Regions from separate parts of the Sus scrofa genome. Here region 1 is linked to region 2. A link is a contact called in public Hi-C data. All regions are on one chromosome and are shown on one strand. The core of a region is the stretch at or near the end of the contact, and the rest is flanking DNA. Distances in the headings are between cores, read along the strand shown. Region 1 overlaps LOC110259869 (a long non-coding RNA gene). Region 2 holds the start of TRIM4 (E3 ubiquitin-protein ligase TRIM4).

Region 1 (5,989 bases), core at 1,459-3,958, 50 kb before region 2:
GGGGAGTGAACCCATACCACAGGAGCCACCCCAGCAAGGCAGTGACAATGTCAGATCTTTAACTTGCTGCACTACAAGGGAACCCCGAGTCCTATGGTTTCATATACAAGTTTTCTCAGCATGTTTTGTGCCACTAAGCAACAGCATCTGCAAACAAAAGCACATGGATGAAGTGCTGCTGTACAGTACAGGGAACTATACCCAATCATTTGTGATAAAACATGATAGAAGATAATATGAGAAAAAGAATATATATATATATGTATATATATGTATGATTGGGTCACTTTGCTGTACAGCAGAAATTGACAGAACATAGTAAGTCAACTATATTTTAGTAAAAACAACAAAAAGACATCGAAAATTTTTAGGAAATCAAAAAAAAAAAAAGACAAAAAGGAGAAAAGAAGTAATGACCACACAAGGCCTCGGGGTAAGAGACAGGCCAAATGAACACCCTTCCAGATTTCTTTAGGCATATGCACATATTTTTAACAATAAAAAAATTTTTGCTTTTTTTTTTTTTTTTTTTTAGGGCTCCATCCACAGCACATGGCAATGCCGGATCCCCGACCCACTGAGGAAGGCCAGGGATCGAACCCACATCCTCATGGATACTAGCCGGATTTGTTTCTGCTGTGCCACAATGGGAATTCCATTATTTTACATATTTTTTAATAGGCTACCTTTCACATTTGTTATCTGAGCATCTTTCTTTTGTCAATAAATATAGGAAAAAGTAAAACAAACACAAAAAAACAAAGCACAGGGATGAAGCTGAATTCAGCAAGCCTCAGGCCAATGTGGTACAGTACATGCCTGTTTTTTCCTCCTGTTGGCTTTGGTGGCCACATGCTTTATTTTGGAAAGGCTTACGCACACTTGTCCTTAATCTTTGTGTATCTGCCTGTCTCCCTAACTCTACAGCCTCAACGGATTTTTGCAGCCCTTCCCTCGGGTCACCTTCTCCTTTTATTTAACAAAAACGACAGGGAGTTCCTGTTGTGGCACAGGGGAAATGAATCCAACTAGTAACCATGAGGTTGTGGGTTCGGTTCCTGGCCTCACTCAGTGGGATAAGGATCCAGTGTTGCCGTGAGCCGTAGTGCAGGTTGCAGACAAGGCTCGGATCCTGTGTTGCTGTGGCTCTGGCCTAGGCCAGCGGCTGTACCTCGGGTGCGACCACTAGCCTAGGAACCTCCATATGGGGCCCTAAAAAGCCAAAATAAATAAATAATTAAGGAAAAATTTTAAAAATTCTTAAAAAAATTAAAAAAACCCAAAAATTAAAAAGCAAAAAAGTAAATCAACTATACTTTAATAATAAACTAAAAAAAAAAAAAAAGCAAAAAAGCCCCTAGTTTTATTGAAATAGAATTGACATATAATATTGTATTAGCTTTGGATATACAACATAATGATTTGATATATGGAAATATTGTGAAACGGATCGCAATGAGTTTAGTTAACATCCATCAGCTCACACAGTTAATTTTTTTCTTGCGATGCCAACTTTTAAGATCCACTGTCTTAGCAACTTTCAAATACACAATGCGTTTGTATACAATACTCTAGTATTAACTAGTCACCATGCTGTACATTGCATCCCCAGAATTTATTATTATTATTTTTTAACTTTTTACATAATGATTTTTATTTTTCACTATAGCTACATTCCCAGAATTTGTCTAACTATGAGTTTGTACCTTTGAACCACTTTCACTATTTTTAGCAAAAGGGATCTAACAACCGCTTGAACAGGGATCTGTGGCCACACATTCTTTCATCTCCAGTGCGCAGCACAAAATAAACATTATCAGAATGGTGTTGAAATATTTACCACTCTCTCCCCAGCCCTCCCATCCCTTTCACCTTTGTGCTTTTGCACCAGCTCTATGGGGAATGTCCTGGGCTGGTAGGGCATTTCCACGGATCCAGTTCTCACCCTCCTTCCACTACCACCCATCTTGCAAAGTCTTATCCACTTGATCTCTGCCCCAGCAGCTTTTTAACCGGATCCTTCCTTCTCTATTTGCATCCTCTGTCTCGCGTATACCTCCCACCGTCTCTCTCACATTATATCGGCATCACACACGTATCCGTTCTCTTGCTAGAGCATTCAGGTCTGGGAAAACGCAAGAATCTAGTCTGATCTAATTCCCCCTATGCCCGGGCTAAAACTCAGCTGATTAAGTGTACGTGGGAGAATAAAGCACACGGGACGCCGGGGGATCCAGTTAGCGTTTTTTTGGTTCAACGACCTGGGCTTCCCAGAGGGTCGTTTCAAAAGTCAAGTCTGGGGGCGGCAGCAAGGAAGTGGGAGGGAGCGGGATCCGCCTGAACTTTGCAGCCAGGCTGACTCCTAGGAGGCCTGAACGAATGAGGGGTCAAACCTGGGACAATCCCGCTCCCCAACCTCAAGTCCTGCTAAGTCCCCCATCGAGAAGAGAGCAAGAGGAGGGCAAGACCAAAAATGCAGGGGTTGGAAGGGACACAGGGCGTTCGCAGCGGGCGCGGGGCCTCCTAGAGCCGCACAGGTTGAGAATGACGCTGCATAACCGGGGAACCCACGCACCCCCGGCGCCGCACCACCGGGAGTGGGGAGCGCAGGCTGCCCCCCTGGAGCCGCCGTCTTGGGTGGCACACAAAGGCCGGAAGTGCGCCCGCGTCAGCCGGGCAAGGCGCCCTCTCTAGCACCCCGGAGGGCCCCCTTCTCGGTGGCTCTCCAGGCTCGAAGGCGGTGGGCGGGGCCTGCGCCCCCCTCCCGGGGCAGCCAAATGAATGAAAGAAACAAAACAGAAATGCAACATAGCACGAAGGAGCGGAAGCGCGACCCGGCTTAAATGGATCCAGGCCTGTTTCAGCTAAGAGGTTGGAGCACAGTAGATTCTCATGCTAGCCTCGCCCCCCGACCCCCCACCCCTAAGATGAGGAAACTGAGGCCTGGAGAAAAGTTCTTTGAGGCTCAGGGTCTCTCAGTGACAGCGTGGGTCAGAACCCTGACGTGTAGCACTACAGGTCGGGGCACTTTCCGCTGGCCAGGGCTGCCTGCCTCTCATCAGAAATGAGCCCAGTTCAAATGAAAGCTTATGCTTTTAAAATGGCAGGAAACACGTAACTGTTTCAAAACTGACCGAGTAGAGTGCTGCCATGAAGCAGTGAAGACTGTCTCATCCCATCAGAATGGCTGCTGTAAAACAAACACACAAACAAATAAAAAAAACCCCTAAATAACTAGGGTTGGCAAGGCTGTGGAGAACCTGGAACCCCGGTGCCTGGCTTGTGGGAATGCAGAATGGTGTAGCCCCGGTGGAAAACAGTATACACTGTTTCAGAACATGTGAATCAGAAAATAAAGAGAGAAAGAAAACAAGCACATTAACAATAGCGATCAGAAACAATGAAACAGGAATAAACTTACAGGAGATGAAAGAGCTGTGCAGGGAAATCTATGACTTTGCAAAAACAAACGGAAGCAGTCACAGATAAATGGATCCATAACCTGTGTTCACGGATTGGAAGAATTAACATTCACATGTCTGGATTGCACAGAGCCGTCTATAGATTCAGTGCAATCTCTATCAAAATTCCAATGGCATTTTTCACAGAAATCGAAAACACAATCCTAAAATTCATATAGATCGGCAAAAGACCCAGAATAGCCAAAGCAATCCTGAGAAAGAACTAAACTGGGCTGGGGGCACCCTCCTTCCTGACTTGAAACTTTATTACAAAATATAATAACTGGAGTTCCTGCTTGTGCCCAGTGGGTTTAGGATCTGACTCTGTCTTTGCAGTGGTGTGGGTTTGATCCCCGGGCCAGTGCCCTGGCTTAAGGATCTGGCCTCAGCTAGGGTATAGGTCACAGCTGCAGCTCAGATTCAGTTCCTGGCCACCCCCTCAAGAAAAACCACAAAAAACAAAACCAAAATGTAATAATGGCACTAGCACACAAAAAAAGACACATGGAGAGTGGAACAGAATCAAGAGCCCAGAGATACACCCACAAACAGTCAACTGATCTTCAACGGGGGTGTCAGGAAGACTCAGGGGGGACAGGAGAATCTCCTCAATAAATGGTGCTGGGAAGACTGGATTTCCACCTGCAGGAGAATGAAATTGGACACCTGTCTTATACCCCTCAAAAAAAAAATTAACTTGAAATGGATTAAAGGCTTAACGATAAGACCTGAAACCATAAAACTAATGAAGAAAACACAAGGAAAACCCTGCTTGGCATTGGCCTCAGCAACAATCTTCTGAGAGTGAGGCCAAAAGCACAAGCAATAAAAGCAAAGATAAATAAGCAGCACTGCATGAAACTGAAGAGCTTCTACTCAGAAAGAACAAAAAAATCCACAAGATAGAAAGGTAACCTATGAGATGGGAGAAAATATTTGCAAACCATCTATTTGATCAGGAGTTACTATCCAAAATATATAAGAAACTCATACAACTTAATAGCGACAAGCCTCAATAATCTGTTTATTGGGTAATGGACAAGGACCTGAACAGACAGTTTTCCAAGGAAGACATACAAATTGCCAACAGGTATGTGACACAAAGATGCTTCTCATCCCCGATCATCAGGAAAAAGCAAATCAAAACCACAACGAGATACTGGAGGAGAAAAGGTCCCGATAAAAAGGTAGAGAGACCCTGGCTATGATGACTAAGCAAAGTCCAGCCAACTGCACCCAACCCCCGGCCCCACATCTGCTTCTGTAAAGTTGCTTCCCCAATTACAAGCCTGCCTGTTCTCACTCTGGTCCAACCAGCCGAGCACAGATCCAGAAGAGCTAGCCCATAAAACGTTATGAAACCCTTCTTCAGGGCTCCGACTCCCCTGAGCCGCCTGGCATAATAAACCCGAGTTCTCCATCTCTCCCAGTGCTCGCTTGGTTTCTTGCTGGGTAAAAGAGCTGATACCCTGCAGCCACAGAGCTGCTAGAGCTGGTACCCTGCAGCCACAGGGCTGTCGCTAGAGCTGATGCACCGAGGGGCTGCTGGGCAGCTGGCGTAACAATACCATGTCCCATTTGTTATAACAGCTATTCTCAAAAAGACAAGTGATAGCACATGCTGGTGAGGATGTAGAGAAAAGGGAACCCTGGGGGGTGCACTGTTGGTGGGGATATAAATTGGTGCCGCTGCTATGGAAAAGTGTGGAGGTGTTTCTACAAATTAAAAATAGAACTACAGTATGACCCAGCCCTCTTACTTCTGGGTAGATATTCAGAGGAAATGAAATCAGGATCTTGAAGAGAGATTCTGCATTCCTGTTCAGTGCAGCATTATTTGCAACAGCCAAGATAAGGAAACTGAGGCAGAGAAGCATAAATCATTTGCCAGAGGACTTACACAGGACCTGGAAGAGCCAGGGGGGGCTCTGGGGCGAATTTTAGACTAGTGTGTCCTCTTAGCCAGGGCCTTAAGATGCCTCAGACAGATTTTTCAATAACCCAAGGCACAAAGCCTTGTTTGGAAACTAGAGTGCCAGCTTTCTGGCTTTCTAGGTGAAGCTATTCCTCATTAGAAAACGGAGATTGAGAATTTCCTTTTCTTGGGCGTTCCCGTTGCGGCGCAGTGGTTAATGAATCCGACTAGGAACCAGGAGGTTGCGGGTTCGGTCCCTGCCCTTGCTCAGTGGGTTGGGGATCCGGCTTTGCCGTGAGCTGTGGTGTAGGTTGCAGACGCAGCTCGGATCCCGAGTTGCTGTGGCTCTGGTGTAGGCTGGTGGCTACAGCTCCAATTAGACCCCTAGCCTGGGAACTTCCGTATGCCGCAGGAGCGGCCCTAGAAATGGCAAAAAGACCAAAAAAAAAAAAAAGAGAGAATTTCTTTTTCTTCAGTAGGTGTCCACTTGGGAAATGAGAGTCAATCCAGAATTTTCACTGAATTAAAAATGGAAATTAGGGACCGAGGAAGTAGCTGATTTAAAGGTTTGTTTTCAATCCGTGTATGTTAGAAGGGAATGTCTGTCCCGCCA
Region 2 (5,618 bases), core at 2,574-5,073:
GGAGACAGTGTAAGTAAATATAAACCAACTTAATTAAACTAGCTATCACTAAAAAGCTTTTAAAATCAAAGACAAAACTCACAGCTAGGTTTTTTGGATAAGATATGGCTAACTTCTATGGACCTCATTAAAATCCTAACTCTAAAGTTACTATATAACTAGTTAATAGATAAACACTATGTTTTAACTAAGTTGGATTCAAATAGGGGAAAAGTCCTTCAGGATGAAATTTTTATTATACTATTGTTGTAATTTTGTTAAGTCACAAATCACCACAGAACAATAAGAGTGTGAAATAAGAATAATAAGTAAATAATCAGGAAAGACTGAGAAAAACTGAATAACAAATAAAACAACAGGAAAGATTAGGTCACCCGAGAAACAATCCATGTTCTCCAGTGCAAACATGGAAATTGTTTTCCCAGGAAAGCCCCAATTCTTCCCCATCAACATCAAAGTGAGAGCTGTGTATCTGAGGCCTGCCCTTGGCTTGTACCGTGTAGGCAGGCTTTCATCCTGACCAGAGGCCCACCTTCAGCATGCACCGTTCAGGTGAGCTTTTTTCCTGACCAGAAGCCCACCTTCGGCTTGTACCGTTGGGTGGGCTCCCTTTCTTGGTTAAGAACCTGCCTTCAGGTTTTTCTGCTATCAGGCAAGTTCCTTTTTTTGAGTCCCTGCATTTTCTCGGCTCCCTGCAGGATCCAAGCCACTTCTGCAACCTACACCACAGCTCACGGCAATGCCAGATCCTTAACCCACTGAGCACGGCCAGGGATCGAACCCACAACTTCATGGTTCCTAGTTGGGTTCGTTAACCACTGAGCCACGACGGGAACTCCAGCATGAACACTTATAGAACATTTAATCAACTCAAAAAGAAACCCTAACAATACTTAGCTATTACCCCTAATCCCCTATACCCCCAAAGAAAAGCAACCATGAATCTATTTTCTGTCTCAATAGATTTTCCGAGGCTGGGCTTTTCATCCAAATGGAATCATACAATACGTGGTCTTTGGTGACTGGCTCTGTCACTGGGCATGATGTTTTTGAGGTTCATCCCTGTTGTGGCGTGTCAGTACTTTCCTCCTTTTATGAATGAATATTCCTTGTATTGCTCTTCCACATTGTATGGATTCATTTTTCAGTTGGACATTTGCATTATTTCCACTTTGGGGCTATTATGAAAAATGGTGCTGTGAACACCAGCTTTTGTGTGAACATAGGTTTTCATTTCTCTTGGGTAGATACCTAGGAGTGAAATTTCTGGAGCACATATGGTAACACTTTAACTTTTTGAGCAAGTGCCACACCTTTTTTTTCCCACAGCATTTGTACTAATTACTCCTTTACATTCCCAGGAGCAGTGTACAAATGGGTTCCAACGTACCCACATTACCCACATTTTTCCAGTTTGACTTTTAAATTCTAGCCATCCTAGTGGGTGAAGTGATATTTCATTGTGGCTTTGATTTGCATTTCCCTAATGACTGATGACATTAGGCATCTTCTCATGTACTTATTGACTATCTGTATAGCTTCTTTGAAGAAACGTCTACTCAAATCCTTTGCCCATTTTTAAATTGGGCTGTTGGTATTTTTGTTGTTGAGTTCTTCATGCATTCTGGATACTAGATCCTTATCTGAGGTATGAGTCCAAATTTTTTCTCCTGTTCAGTGGATTGTCTTTCAGTTCATTAACGGTGTCCTCCAGTGCACAAAAGTTTTACACTTTGATGAAACTGAATTTGCTAATTTTTTTATTTCACTGCTTATGATTTTGGTGTTACAGTTATGAAATCATTGCATAATCCATGACTGTGAAGAATACACCCATTTTTCCAAGAGGTTTATAGTTTTAGCTTTATGTTAGGTCTTTGATTGAGTTTGAATGAACTTTTGTGCGTGGAATGATCTAAAGGTCCAATTTCATTCTTTTGCATGTGGATGTCCAGTTGCATCGGTACCACTTGTTGAAAGGCTAATTTTCCCTACATATAACGGTTTTGGCACCATTGCTGAAAACCAATTGCTTGTAGCTGTACGGCACTGTTGCTGTACTCTCAATTTGATTCCCATTGATGTATATGTCTATTCTGATGGCAGTACTACATTTTAATTACTGTAGCTCTGTAATAATGTTTGAAATTGGGAAGTGTGTGTTCTCCTACTTTGTTCTTCTTTCTCAAGATTGGCCACTTGGCATCCCCTGAAATGCCATATGAATTCCAAATGAATAAAGCTGTCAATTCAGGAGCCACAACATTTTCAGTAGAGAAGGATGTTCATTTCAGGAGTATGGCAGCATTGAAAACAAAGACATTAGAAGATATACTTCAATACACAGGCAGACATATAGACATATAGACACTTGCAGTAAAACACTCATGGGAAACGTCAATAACCGATAAGAGTACCTCTTCCTGCTTGGTCTATATGAAGACTCAGATTTCTTCTCAGTATAGTATTCCAATTTACAAAGAAAACACAGCTATCGGATGCATAATTTAAACATTTAAACATAGCCATTCTGTGGAACCTTCATCAAACCCCCAAAACAGTGACCCCCAAGCGCTCCTTTTTCAAATCCCCTAATCAGCATATTATGGGAAAGGCAGTATCTGATTTGGGGACACAAGAAGAATTAAAAATTTCTTTCATAAGAAACAGAACAGAGTGCGAAGAATTTAAGAAAAAAAAAAAAAACACCTCAGAAACACAAGATAAAAATCCATTGGAGAGAAACAGATAACACTGTGAAACAGGCAAGCATATTGTTTGTTGAAAGGCTCAATGGATGACACATGGGATGGCAAGTGGTTCAAGTTGGGTACCAAAAGACAATGCATCTACGCATCTGAATCTTAAGCACTTCCACTTAAAACACCTGATTTCCTTCCCACCACTCTTAGAGTGTTGCTCTGACAACGTGGTCCTAGTCTTCTCAGGTAGGAGGATCAGGAACTGCTCCAGCACCACCAGCAGCAGCAGCTACAGGCTCTGCTTCCTCCCAGAATCTTAGACGACAGCCACTCCTGGCAGATCACCCAGAGTCCTTTAGACCTCCTGGGCGCTGAACCGCTTAAATACTGGTGGGAAGTCTCAAACCTGAGGAAGACCGTCTAACCCTAGATTCTTCCCCCTAACTTAACTATTAGAACGTCTATCTACACTGGGCGAGTGTGCCCCATGGTGAGAATGGGCTGCCTCTATCTCCTACGCTATGGAAGAAAGAGAGGGAAATCAGGGTGGCAAGGCGATCAGAAAGCTCCCTACTACGTCGTGGGGGCTAAACACTCCTTTTTCTGTTCGCTCGCCTCCGAAACTTAGCTGGCCTGTTCGCCCGGCTCCTCGAATCCCTGGAGAGTTGGTGGGCTTCGTGGGGGCATCAGGAAATCCTGCCTTTTTAGGAATTCAACTAGACCTCGGGGGTTCGAGGACGAGAACAGATTCCTTTCCTGGAGAATGAGGCTGAACGATAAAAGGGAGACTTCAGGAAGAGCCAGCCTAAGGGGATGCCCCCGATCCTCCTAATCCTTCAGGCCATAAGCTGCACCTCGCCTAGGAAGTCAGAACCTAAATCGTCCGGAGCGGCCGGCCAACACTGACCTCACCTCGCAAACCTGAAGGACTAGCGAAGTTCACCAGCGCCTCCCCACGTTGCCCCACCAGCTGCTGCTGCAGCTGCGCGGTCGCCTCACAGCCGCGCGCTCGGCAAACCTGAGGTCCTCGCCTCCTCTCTAGGCTTCCCGAGGGGGGGCTTCCGCATCTCTACTGTCCGCCCGGTGGGGGCGCGCCCTCCCGACATGCCCCGCGCGCCGTCGGGGTGCGGAAACCTGCCGTGCGCGCGCTCGGCCCCCCTCAGACGCGCCGGGAAGGACCTCCTCCCCGTCCCCGGGCCCCGCCTGGATCCCGGTCCCAGGAAGAGATGGCACTTCGCCCTTCGGCGGGAGGCGGCGGCCGCAGGTCGGAAGGCCATCGGCTTCGGGGGCCCGCCTGCAGCCTGCCGGCCTTTCCTCCGACCCCGCCCCCGGATCGGGGTCAGAGGAGCAGCATGGAGGCCGAGGACCTCCAGGAGGAGCTGAGCTGCTCCATCTGCCTGGACTATTTCGAGGACCCGGTGTCCATCGAGTGCGGCCACAACTTCTGCCGCGACTGCCTGCGCCGCGGTTTGGCGCAGGGCTGCAACCAGTTTCCCTGCCCCGAGTGCCGGCGGCCGTCGACGCCCTCTGCGCTGCGGCCCAACTGGGCCCTGGCCCGGCTGGCGCAGAAGGCGCGGCGCCGGCGCGAGGGCCCCGCGTCCCGCGGGCTGTGCGACCGTCACGGGGAGCCGCTGCGGCTCTTCTGCGAGGACGATCAGCGACTCATGTGCATGGTGTGCAGGGAGTCCCAGGAGCACCAGGCCCACACCATGGCCCCCATGGACGAGGCCTTCCAGAGCTACCGGGTGAGCCGGCCGTTGCAGGGTTGCCGGAATTGCGTGGGCACTTGTACTGTTTACACTAGGTGGCCGCTTTTGCCGCTGGAAGCATGAAACGCCCCCGTGGCCCCCTCCCAGGCTCAAAAAAGTTAAGCTACTCACCGATCTCCGGGCTGGAGTTAAAACAGGGATTGGGAGGGGGGTGTAGTCCTCCTTGCAGAATTTTCAAGGGACTGGCCTCCTGGAGTTTAAGACAAACATTGTAGAAGGTTATATACCAGTGGTGTCCAATAGAAACAAAAAACACGAGCCACGCATGCTACTAAAGTGTTTTTCAGTAGTAAAAAGAGGCAGGTGATGTTAATTTCAATATTTTTTTCAACTACATCAGTAACATTTTATTAAGAGAATTTTTAAGATAAGCAGACGAAAAACCACGGGAAGAGCAATAAATAATATGTTTTATTTAACCCTCTTTTCCAAAATATTATCACTCGGTATTAACTGATAGGAAAAATTATCAGTGAGATCGTTTACTTTTTTTTTCATGATAGGTTTTTGAAATAAATCTGTGTTTGCTTCACGTTGACCGCACACATCAATTGGGACTAGCGGTATTTCAGATGCTCCCGTGGCTGAGGTTGCTCTATTGGACGATATGGTTTATACCTGCAAATATCATAGACCACGGAGGATTTGAGAAAAGCCTGGCTGAGGGGATGGGTCAGGATTTTGTGAACTAACTTCTTTCATCAGTTGGGAAAATGAGTGTTAGAATTTGGAGATGATCTGGTCTTCCCATCTTAGGGGTTAAGAAGCTTCGGTTAAATAAATCAGTGTGTCATACGCTACTCCAGCCACGTTGGCCTTCTTGCTTTTGTTTCAAGCCTGTTCTCTCTCTCTACCCGTACTTCCCATCCTTTAGATCCTTTTAGAGTTTAGCTTGAAGACCTTCCTTGCGCATCCTTTCCAGAGTAGCCCCACCCCCTTCCGTTACTGACGGTGTCACTCCAGTGGTCTCCATCTGAATTGGTATCTAGTAAGTACTTGCTGAATACACGAATTTCATGACAAGTTAAAGTGGATTGTAAACTGTCAAACGCTGTACAGTTTTTTATCAACTGACTGCAAACAGGAAACAGGTGCGGTTAGACTAGAAGGGGTACATTCGTTTCTTTAGTCAGTCATCTTTACTGAT

The links. A called contact is a pair of places that touch in the nucleus more often than the background predicts.
Region 1: a contact with region 2 is called in a Hi-C map of skeletal muscle, with 2.0 times the contacts expected there. The contact joins the enhancer-like site here to the promoter of TRIM4 in region 2. A contact is called at or near these places in 5 of 47 Hi-C or Micro-C datasets (embryonic fibroblasts, liver, skeletal muscle and 1 more) and 2 of 2 datasets of contacts at active chromatin or transcription factors (alveolar macrophages and skeletal muscle).

Annotation. Positions count from the first base shown.
Region 1 is chr3:7,884,555-7,890,543 of Sscrofa11.1, reverse strand. It overlaps LOC110259869 (a long non-coding RNA gene), which reads right to left. Exons shown (of 3, transcript XR_002342271.1): 3 at 1,360-3,190. Among named protein-coding and RNA genes, the nearest start is that of AZGP1, 20 kb to the right of the region's middle. Within about 2 kb of position 2,708, at least 64 of the 83 cell types and tissues checked have an H3K27ac peak or open chromatin away from gene starts, as enhancers often do. A contact at or near this core is called in alveolar macrophages, liver, skeletal muscle and 1 more, where this site is marked.
Region 2 is chr3:7,835,792-7,841,409 of Sscrofa11.1, reverse strand. TRIM4 (E3 ubiquitin-protein ligase TRIM4) reads left to right here and starts at 3,823. Exons shown (of 6, transcript XM_003124333.5): 1 at 3,823-4,447. The coding sequence starts at 3,929. It overlaps LOC110259868 (a long non-coding RNA gene), which reads right to left and starts at 3,756. Exons shown (of 2, transcript XR_002342269.1): 1 at 3,615-3,756; 2 at 1,756-2,242.